2 separate regions of the Sus scrofa genome follow, and region 2 is linked to region 1. The links are chromatin contacts, called in public targeted proximity ligation maps. All regions are on one chromosome and are shown on one strand. The core of a region is the stretch at or near the end of the contact, and the rest is flanking DNA. Distances in the headings are between cores, read along the strand shown.

Evidence for each region.
Region 2: a contact with region 1 is called in a targeted proximity ligation map of skeletal muscle, with 10 times the contacts expected there. A contact is called at or near these places in 1 of 5 promoter capture datasets (liver), 4 of 47 Hi-C or Micro-C datasets (embryonic fibroblasts, heart right ventricle, mesenchymal stem cells and 1 more) and 1 of 2 datasets of targeted methods (skeletal muscle).

What each region holds. Positions count from the first base shown.
Region 1 is chr3:59,775,984-59,778,683 of Sscrofa11.1, reverse strand. It overlaps TMSB10 (thymosin beta 10), which reads left to right and starts at 1,432. Exons shown (of 3, transcript NM_001097482.1): 1 at 1,432-1,494; 2 at 1,767-1,881; 3 at 2,162-2,448. The coding sequence starts at 1,782. The coding sequence ends at 2,190.
Region 2 is chr3:60,112,900-60,115,771 of Sscrofa11.1, reverse strand. DNAH6 (dynein heavy chain 6, axonemal) reads left to right here and starts at 1,498. Exons shown (of 77, transcript XM_021087305.1): 1 at 1,498-1,653.

The DNA.
Region 1 (2,700 bases), core at 183-2,682:
TAAACCTAAATATATTTTCTTCTCTTCCAAACGCACTGAGGGAGCATGAAATAAAGCAGGTAAAATCGGGAAGGGATGGGACAGAATGTAGGATGATATACCAAGTGCCACTTTATACATACTTGGTGGAGTTCCCACCGTGGCTCAGTGGAATGGAAATCTGACTAGTATCCATAAGAACGCAGGTTTGATCCCTGGCCTCCCTCAGTGGGTTAAGGATCTGGCGCTTCTGGGAGCTGCTGTGTAGGTCGTAGTCGTAGCTGGGTTCCTGCGTTGCTGTGGTGTAGGCCAGTGGCTACAGCTGCAATTAGACCCCAGCCTGGGAATCTCCATATGCCATGGGTGCGGCCCTAGAAAGACATCCCCCCCCAAAAAAAATGCTTGGTAATACTACTCCTTGTCGTTGGACAGTCCAGGGCGAATAAAACAATGTCCAGCTTTACTCCCTGTGTTGTTAATTTATGGTACTTAAAAACGTTGCGCAGGATGAAAATACAAGTTTTCTAACAAAGATCGGAATAACTGCATTATAGCACTCCTATAACGGGTTAAAGAGGAAAGCAAAAACCTTTATAGAGACATTTTCAAGGTTAACTCAAGGAGGAAAACCGAACGTTGGTACACAGCGTTCCTAGAAGCCCTGTGAGAGAAAGAACATTGCGAGCCCCTTGCTGCCACCACCGCATTTCAGACAATGCTTTGTAACAAGCGCCCAAGAGAGGCAGATCAGCCAAGGATCCTGGAGGAGCTGTTCAGCTCGGGGAAGGGAGACAACCGGCCCACAATCTGAGCAAGGAGCAGTGGAAACCCATCTGCATCCCCATCTCCACCCCGTGTTTTCACCTCTAGGACCCTGGGCTGGGATTCTTTCAGTGCGAAACCCCGCAGGGATTCACCTCCCCAAGGAGAGGAAAAGAGGGTAGGGAATTTCTTATGGGTGTAAAGGCAAAAGACGCGGGGACTGAAAGACGCGGGGACTGCACAGGGGTGGGGTGTCTCTTGCGAGTGGGGACTGCTGCAGAGAGCGCGAGCACGCCCGCACAGCCACACTCAAAACGACCCGCTACACATTCACAGCAAACCATACACCCCTCCCCCGCCCGCCCCTCACGCACCTTCTGCGGGTGCGCAACAGATTAGCGGAGAGGGGAGTGAAACCTCGTAGGAAAACGAGTGCCTGGTGCCCGACCTGGGGGCGCCTGCAGCCTCTAGGCCGGTGGCTCCGCGAGCTGGGAGCACAGAGCTCAAAGGCCCCGCGCGCGCGGGAAGAGCCGCACCCAGCCCAGCGGGTAGCCCTGAGGCGGGCGTGGCAGGGAAGCTAGGCTTTTTGTTGGCCCCGCCCCCTGGCCTCCGGCCCCGCCCCCGCTGCAGCGGGCGAGAGGCGGGGCTGGGCGCGGTGTATATAAGGCGAGGGGCGGGCGCCGCTCTTTTGTCTCTTGCTGCAGCGAGGCGAGTGCGAGTAGCAGCACCTTGGGCTTTCAGCGGAACTTCTCGGTGAGCCGCGCGCTGGGCGGGGGCCCCATTGGGTTGGGAACTGAGCGGGTTTCCCTAGCAGAAGCGCAGCGGCTGCTTAGGGCGCGCTTCCCCGACGGGACGCCCTGGCCCGCCACGCCCTGGGGCTGCGGAAGCGGTGCAGAAAGCTCCCAGATCCTCGGCCTCGGGGCTGCCGGGAACGCCCCGGCTTTTAGTGCCACGTCGAGTGGCGGCGGCGGGGAGCGCGGAGGGGGCCGCAGGCCCCAGGCCAACTGCCTTGGTTTGCCCGCTAGGATTGTTATAAGAAAATGGCAGACAAGCCGGACATGGGCGAAATCAACAGCTTCGATAAGGCCAAGCTGAAGAAGACGGAGACGCAGGAGAAGAACACCCTGCCCACCAAAGAGAGTAAGTGCATCCCCGCCTCCGGGTACGCGGGCCCCTGCCCAGCCCCCACCCACACTTCCCGTTAGCCCAGCGCCCCCACCCCATCCGGCCGGTGCCTCCCATTGGGCGGCCCCAGCACCCCCTTTCTGTTAGACAAAGCGCTTGTCTATCCCCAGCCCCATGCCCGTTTCTTAATCCCCAGACGTCTTGGGCGCCTCGCCCACACCAGGTTTGTAGCGCCTCGGTTGGGGGATTGCAAGGAAGTCCCCATCCCCCAATGTCCGCTTCCTGCTCTCCACAGCCATTGAGCAGGAGAAGCAAGCCAAGTGAAATTTCCTAAGAACCGGGAGGATTCTCCACCCCCAACATCTTGGAGACCCTAATCGGGATGTGGAGGAAGAGCCACCTGCAAGATGGACACAAGCGACAAGCTGCACTGTGAACCCGGGCGCTCTGTGCCGATGCCATCGGCCCCTGGGTCTCCGAAGGGACCCTCCAATCGGACTGCCAAATTATCCGGTTTGCCCTGGGATATTATAGAAAATTATTTGTATGATTAATGAAAATAAACACACCTCGTGGCATGGCTGGCGTGGTCTGAGTCTCTTAGTTGAGTATGCGTGGGTAGTGCCGGCTGCAGCAAAGCCCCACGCGCCGGAGTTCCTGCCGCAGAGCGGGGGAGGGGGTCGTAGGATGGGCTGGCTTGGAGGGACCGTCTTTTCGTTTGACTTGACCTGCTTCTCCATAAGATTTAAGTGGGTTATCAGTCTCTTGCTCTTATAATACAATCTATGCAAAAATTTAACCCCACTGTTCACTGCTGGAAGCCTTTTTGGAAAA
Region 2 (2,872 bases), core at 249-2,748, 340 kb before region 1:
ATTTCTTTCTTTCTTTCTTTTTTTTTTTTTTTTTGTCTTTTTAGGGCCGTACCCGTGACATATGAGGGTTCTCAGGCTAGGGGTCGAATTGGAGCTGTAGCTGCCAGCCTACGCCAGAGCCACAGCAACTCGGGATCTGAGCCGTCTGCAACCTACACCATAGCTCACGGCAACGCCGGTTCGTTAACCCACTGAGCAAGGGCAGGGATCGAACACGCAACCTCATGGTTCCTAATTGGATTCGTTAACCACTGCGCCACGACGGGAACTCCCGGAATTGTTTTTAAGTTGAAGTTACTCCCTTGCTGTTTCCAGTTACTGATTAAGGATTAGGAGATCTGTATTCCAGTTTTATCTCTGCCAGGACTAGGTGCCTGACCTGGAGTAAATCACTTACTCTCTCTCTTCCTGGGTTTCAGTTCTGATGTTAATCAGTGGGGTAGTAGTTGGAGTGAATAATCTGTTACCTCTTTTCCAGCTCTATTATTATATTTCTCTACCTTGTGGGTGGTGTCATGCCTAGCATGTAAACACGTACCCGAATATCTTAAGGTTGAGAAAATGCAGGTTGTGAGTATGCTATGTAAAACACTTCATTATAGGACTTTGCATTCAAGGCAAAAAACAAATATCAAGGTTTTTTGTTTGTTCTTGTTTGTTTGTTTAAAAAGAGGGACCAAAAGGGGGAAAAATAATGACTTTCAGCGGTGTGATGTCATTTTGGAGGGGAGATCGAAAACCAAGACTCTGCCAGCTGGTGCAACATTTCCCCACATTAGGTAAACGGGCTGCTTCCCCTGATCACTAACTGGGACAAGACATCTTCCTTCAGTAAACAACCTGCACCGGACTTCAGCGGGGTCGCTTCCATACAATACCAGCTGCAGTTGTTTGGGAACTTAATTAAGTCGGTCTAAATGCCAAAACAAGATCCAGGGTCTGCTTTAGCATATAAAGCTCAGGGACCAAGTAATAAGAACTCGGGTTATACCTGACACCAGGTTACATGCCCGATGGAAAAGAACATTAGTAGAAAGGGCACAGTAAAATTTGAGGGAAAGAGGAACCCGCATTCCTTGCGCCTTAGGACACTCCCAGGAGGAGGTCGATAGGTGGGGCAGAGATGCTAGCTGGTCACGCCCTCGGAGAGTGGGACCCGAACTGTCTACCTAGGCACTCGATTTTTCTAACCAGAATAGGTTAGATTAAAGCGAATGTCAAGGTAGTATCAAGCCTCTTGAGGGGCAACAGAAAAGGAAGGCGCGAGCAGCTGATAAGCGAAGGAACCAACAGAACTAACCTCTTCCTTCGGTTGCCCCGCCTTTCGGCCTTGCAGGTGCTCACCTCCCAACTTGGAGAAGGAGCCGGGCAGGTCGAGTGAGGGCTCTTCACCAATCAGCGACGTAGGAAAATTTCCGGAGACAATCATTGGCTCGACTGTCCGGTACTGTCCTGGACCCAGAGCTACAGTTGGCTGAGGCGTTGCTGTGGCGATAGATCGCGCACAGGCGCAGTGCGCATCCGCGGAGGCCTCTTGGCTGCCAGGCAACGGGAAACAAGCCTTGCATAGAGATAACTTTGTACTTCCAGATCCTGCTTTGATGTGTCTTGGGAGTCCCTCAACGGCAGCGACAGCCGCTTTAGTCTGACTTGGTGAGTCCAGAGGAAACGAGATGTGGGGCTGAACTCCAGTTTCGCGGCGTGAAACAGCATGGCTTTTTGGAGTACAAAAGGAAAGGCTGGGAGAGTCAGGGAATCAGTCCAAAGGCATTTTAGTATTTACGTGCCACCTACCTAGTATCTTAGAGGGCTGGGAAGTGACCAATAGAGATATCAAGATACTTGTGCGAGGTCTCACACTAAGTGGTCAGCTCTTGGACCTACGCTATTCAGTATGGTAGCCACTAGCCACAGGGAGCTAGTCTGAATTGAGATATGCCCTAAAGGTGAAACACGGGATTTTGAAGACGTGGAAACAAAAAGTAAACTATCACATGAATGAGTTTTACGTTGCTTACATGTTGAAATGATAGTATTTTGGATATGTTAAAGAAAGCACATTATTAAAATTAGTTTCACCTGTTCCTTTTTTTGTTTTTGATTTTGAACGTGGTTACTTGAAAATTTTATGTCTTTTGTCTTTTTTTGTCTTTTTGTTGTTGTTGTTGTTGCTATTTCTTGGGCCGCTCCCGCGGCATATGGAGTTTTCCAGGCTAGGGGTTGAATCGGAGCTGTAGCCACCGGCCTACGCCAGAGCCACAGCAACGCAGGATCCGAGCCGCGTCTGCAACCTACACCACAGCTCACGGTAACGCCGGATCGTTAACACACTGAGCAAGGGCAGGGACCGAACCCGCAACCTCATGGTTCCTAGTTGGATTCGTTAACCACTGTGCCACGACGGGAACTCCGGTTACTTGAAAATTTTAAATTGCGCAGGAGATTTGCATTATATTTTCATTGGCCAGCTCAGATCTAGATTTAAGCCTGAGCCTCTGACTCTTGGTTGAAGACCTCATGTGTTGAAATACTGTTTTGAAGGAAAGTATTTCCACCCATCTGGTGAGGCTGCAGAGTAAGTGGTAGTGAGGGTATAAAACCACTACAAAAGGCTCATGGTTCTGTGTTCTAGAATCTGCCTTTTCACAAACTCCTCAAGTGGTTCTCTGCACGTAAACACTCCAGAAGCACTGCTTGCTTTATAATTTAGCCCTCAAATCTTTTTTCTTTCTTTCTTCTTTTTTTTGGGGGGGGGGCACACCTGCGGCATACGGAAGTTCCCAGGCCAGGGGTTGAATTGGAGCTGCAGCCACAGCAATGCCAGATCTGAGCCGTGTCTGCAACCTACACCACAGCTCATGGCAATACCAGA